Linked DNA regions of Danio rerio: region 2 is linked to region 1. The links are chromatin contacts, called in public Hi-C maps. All regions are on one chromosome and are shown on one strand. Each heading gives the region's core, a stretch centred on a gene start, on an enhancer-like site or on the middle of the called end of the contact. The rest is flanking DNA. Distances are from core to core; before and after follow the strand shown.

Evidence for each region. Hi-C and Micro-C count contacts between places; a contact is called where the count stands out from the background.
Region 2: a Hi-C map of hematopoietic stem cells shows a contact between it and region 1, with 2.3 times the contacts expected there. The contact joins the promoter of gtf2e1 here to the promoter of poglut2 in region 1.

What each region holds. Positions count from the first base shown.
Region 1 is chr9:29,081,664-29,084,363 of GRCz12tu, reverse strand. poglut2 (protein O-glucosyltransferase 2) reads left to right here and starts at 1,338. Exons shown (of 10, transcript NM_200931.1): 1 at 1,338-1,602. The coding sequence starts at 1,424.
Region 2 is chr9:29,391,787-29,394,495 of GRCz12tu, reverse strand. It overlaps gtf2e1 (general transcription factor IIE, polypeptide 1, alpha), which reads left to right and starts at 1,459. Exons shown (of 5, transcript NM_001045145.1): 1 at 1,459-1,591. lcmt2 (leucine carboxyl methyltransferase 2) reads right to left here and starts at 987. Exons shown (of 14, transcript NM_001128557.1): 1 at 946-987. The coding sequence starts at 987.

The sequences.
Region 1 (2,700 bases), core at 89-2,588:
CAGTTTTACTTCTAGTTATAACCAGTGACATTCCTTGTATTTTTATGTTTTTTTTTTTTTTTTTGCTAAGTTTGGACAAACTATTTAAAACCTGGAAGATTAAACAATTAATGTGTGTTCATGTCCAGGACGTAAATTAGCCAGAACACATCTAACGTTACAGTATCTAGCCATCCTTCAAGAATGTGTCATGGTAAATTCGCAGTCCCCACCGTCATTGTTGCTGGGTTCTCTTCAATGAAAGACAGCGGTCGCCACAGCTTCACTTTAGTAACAACACCTTTTGTCATGTTTGTAGCTGATAATATGCACATTGTGACTGACAGATCCGTTACGCTCAACCAAATACACACAGCGCCGACTCCAAGCAACATTTGCAAGCGTCTTTCCTCTTCCTATTACACAGCCAATCACCCTCCAGTAAATTGTGGCATCATAGTACACAAGGTTCGAACGTCCAATCATATTCACGTTCACAGAGATTTTTCACACGAGTGTTTCTGTGGGTTACCGTACGTTCACACCGAAAGCGGCGAGAGCGTCAAAGTAGCCGGAAGTCATTCATTTTCAATGAGAGCCGGAGGCGATAGGCGACGATAAGCGGCGAGGAGCAGCGCGGCGCGTCTTCGCCGGCGTGAGCGTCGAGGAGAGTTGAAATGAAGTCAACTTTATGGTAATGAGCTATGACGCGTTTCGGCGGCAAGCAATCAGAATGAAGACGTCCACTGCTTGATAGCAGTTCAGGGAACACAGACCTGTGAACTTTGGTTCCGACCACAGTTGTTCCCAAGGGTTTGATTATTGCGGTCGCCGGATTTCCAATTATTTACAATGTTTTCTTACAGGAACATACATTAAATAAGTCACTGGCGAGTTACTGATGTTCATTAATGTTATATAAATTTATCTTTAAAAAGCGGGAATCTCACGCGATGTGACAGTACAAAACAGTACTGCTGCTTCAGGATATTTCAGACATACGGACACATATTGAATAAATAGAGCAAAGCCACACCACACGCAACTTGATATTCCATTGTTATATGAATTTGATAAAAAAGTGCGCAACATTTTCACGCTAAAAACATGCCTTATGCAGGAATGTAACTGATATGCTGCAACGGCTCCTTTAAATATGAGATCAGTGTAGCGAGTTTTGACGCTCTCGCCGCCGGAGCTGAAGGCAGTCAGCGTTGTCGCCAGGGCGGCCAGAGCGACCTTGGACGCTCTCGCCGCTTTCGGTGTGAACGTACGGTTAGTTTGCACCGAGCTGCTGATATTCCACAGAATGTGAGTATGTGGTAAAACATGTATTATTAGTGTTTTAAGCTGTTTTATTCAGAGCTCTTTTGAGCGTTGCCATTGTGATGAGGAGGAGATGACAAATGAACGCGTCCACTACTGAAAGCCCTTCTCCATAAACATGTTGAGGAAACTTTTGCTGCTCTTGATGTCTTGCATCATTTTCCTGACGCGGAGATCAAAGGCAGCGGCAGCGCCCAGCGCGAGCAAAACTTTGGTGTGGGGTCCAGGACTGGAGACAAACGCTGTCCTTCCTGCTCGCTTCTTCTTCATACAGACTGTGGACACCACCGGAACAAAGTGAGTCCTGCTGGATGACCATAATGGGGCGTTGTGGCTTAGTGGTTAAACATCTGTCTGCAAAATAAAGACTGTGGTTTCAAACCCTACATTAAGACATCATTTTCACGTTCTTTTTATTAAAGGAAAGATTGTACTGAAAATATCTACAACTGACCACCATACTTCCCTATTCATTAATCACAGTACATTAAGACATGGTATTAAAAAGTAATTAAAGTGTTTATAATTCACGTACACTTTTATAATATAAATATTAACGTGGTTAAAACCAGAGTCAAGAATCTTCTTTTATCATATTATAATACAAATATGTAGTTAAAAAATATGATATACATCTGGTGGATGATACAGTTGAAGTCAGAATTATTAGCTGCCTTCGATTTTTTTTTTTATAATATTTCTCAAATTATGTTTAACAAATTTTCACAGCATGTCTGGTATTATTTTTTTCTGGAGAAAGTCTGATTTGTTTTATTTTGACTAGAATAAAAGCAGTTTTTAATAATAATTAAAAAAAAACATTTTAAAGTCAAAATTATTAGCCCCTTTTAAGCTATATTTTTTCAATAGTCTACAGAACAAACCATCATTATTCAATAACTTGCCTAATTACCCTAACCTGCCTAGTTAACTTAATTACCCTAGTTAAGCCTTTAAATGTCACTTTTAGTGGTATAGAAGTGTCTTGAAAAATATCTAGTGAAATATTATTTACTGTCATCATGGTAAAGGTAAAATAAACCAGTTATTAGAAATGAGTTATTAAAACTATTATGTTTAGAAATGTTGAAAATCTTTCCGTTTTTCACAGAAATTGGGGAAAAAATAAACAGGGGGGCTACTAATTCTGACTTCAACTGTATATGAACAAAGCATCCATGGAATTCTTCAGAATAGACAGAGGTTAGGCTATACTGGGGAATTTGTTGTCTGAGTGTTACTGAAGTAAACATTTTATGGTTAGTGTGATTTCTCTAAGTAGGACATCTATATTGATCCTGAAACAATATTCCAATCAGCCAATCAGATTTGAGGGATAACTTTACAGTTTCTGTTAAGGTTAGAGTAATGTGCTTTTCCATCATTGCTATTCAA
Region 2 (2,709 bases), core at 210-2,709, 310 kb before region 1:
TTACATCACTCAATCTCCTTTAATTCATTCATTCATTTTGTTTTCAGCTTAGTGGCTTTATTAATCTGGGGTTGCCACAATGGAATGAACCGCCAGCGCATGCTCTTCCAGCCGCAACCCATCACTGTAAAACATCCATACACACTCAATCACACACATAAAATACGGACAATTTAGCTTACCCAATTCACCTGTACTAGAGGTTTATGGACTTGTGGGGTAAACCGGAGTGACCGGAGGAAACCCATGCCAACACGAGGAGAACATGCAAACTCCACACAGAAATGCTAACTGACCCAGCCGAGGCTCAAACCAGCAACCTTCTTGTTGTGAGGCGATTGTGCTACCCACTGCGCCACCGTGCTGCCCTTTGCTTTAATACTTTATATTTTAATACAATCTCTACACTATAAATTATTTGTTTTCTTAAAATAAATTCACAATTTAAAACAATAAATCAACTATTTAATTTTTAAAACTAAATTTTTTGTTACCTGAATAAACTGCTCTGATTAGGGGCGGGGGACAATTTTGCATGCAATAATGACGTTAAAATTTGTTAGACCTTCACCAACATATGATAGTAAACTATGTTACATAATTTGTAGGTATAATTTATGCTTCCATACATTTATCGGGGGCTCCCAGATTCTCTGGGGGATTAAGTGACTGTTTACCTTATTTATTGGTTAAATCCCGCCCCTGCCTTTGGCCCCTAGACACCTCACACTCCAGTTCACATATTGTCATCATATATTATATAATTTAGTATTTTTATTATGCAGTACCACTACTAAACTACGCCAGAGAACCATAATACGGGATACTTTTGACAGTTTTTAAGTGGCGAAAATACATTTCAATGACATGATTCCTAAAGTTAATGGCACTGAGCCTATCCTGTTACAACCAACATAAACTGAATTTAAACACTGGCAGACTCACGGCAGCATCTTTTCCTTGTTCTCTTTTTCTGTTTACTGGCATCACTCTCTGGACACACGTGTAGTCTTCACTGTGAACAACAAGGAAGCAGCACAGCGGAAGCGGCTTCCTTTCGTCTATGACAAAAGCTTTTACAATTAAACCTTACAAGTCTAAGCAAAATACGTTCATTCAAACATATAAACATGTGTACTTTACATGCCGAGTGTCGGTACTTGTACCGTAGGATTGTTCCAAAGACAATTAAAGGGATTTTTATTGTACACAGCATCACATTACTTTTAACAAGTAGTTGTTATTTACTTTTTTAGTTTGATATAAAAATAAGATTTTATAAATACTGACTAAATGTATTATTTTAAAATGGTTAATGCACAACATATTTTGGTAAAGCGTTTTGAATTGTATATAGACTTTTCAGCAACATCCTGGACGTCATTTCCGCTAAACGTTAGCGTGATGCTGAACTAGGAAACTTGCTCTGATCTAAACAGGAGGAAAATTAAAGGTTTGAACTGTATTTTATCTCATTCAGTTTTCATGTTGTTTATTTTGCTAAACGTGTGAATGTAACGTTAACAGCATTTCTCAAAATACCGAATCATCGCGTTAATCTTACATTAAACTCTCCAGATACATGAAACTGGTGAGTAGTCATCTGTACTCTCACATTGCTTTGTATTATTTTCGTTGAGCGTATTTATTTCATACTTTTTGCGTGTAACTGAAGTACAAATTTAAGACAACATAAACTTATCTTCGTTTCTAAAGTAATTAACCCTTAGACATCGTTCTTAAATGAGCTCCTTTTATTTACGTGTTTAAACTCCATGTTAACCTGAATGACTGCTGTTAACACGGTAAAAAAAATTCTGATTGATATGTTTTCCATAATGGTTTCTGCATGGTGCATCTTAGACCTTTAACTAATCTTTCTGACATTTCTAACCTTACAAAGATTTCAGTGACAAATTGAACATTGCTGTTTTGACTTCAGCTGATATTCCTTTAAATGGCACCTATTTTACCCCTTAATCAAGATTTAAGATAAGTCTTTTGTGTCTCCAGAATGGGTCTGTAAAGTTTCAGCTCAAAACACCTCTCAGATTATTTATTATACCTTTAGAAGTTTGGAATTTTCTGCTTTGAACACAATGTAGCTGTTTTTGTGGCCTGCGCCCTTAATGCCAATTCACCCTGCCCACCGTTCCCTCGTGCCTGTCGGAGTGTGCCTCAATCTCTGCCTCGGCTGCGACAGATAAACAGCACAGTGACAAAAAGATCTCCCGTAAAGTTTGTGAGAAATACTTCAGTAAGAAATCTCCCAATGATTATTTGATGTATTTGTTGTGGAGTTAATTCAAGCCTTTCTATGATGAGTCGCACACAATGTTGTTAGAAAGTTTACACAGACACACACACACACAGGGATGGGACGATAAACAGTTGTGAATAGTAAAAGTTTTAAAACCGTAATGTTTTCAGTTATACAGTTTCTAAGGTATGTGTATGTTTTTTTGTTTTTTTTTCACGATTACTTTAGTTAGTTTTTTTAGGGCAACAGAATCTCCAGCAAAAAAGGAACCTCTACACTAAAAGCTACTGGTCTAATATATATATATATATATATATATATATATATATATATATATATATATATATATATATATAAAATAAATCTATTGTGTTCAATAGGGGCAAAAGTTGTTGTGTCCCAGACATTTAAAAATAATTTATTTTGGAGGAATAATTACAATATCGTGA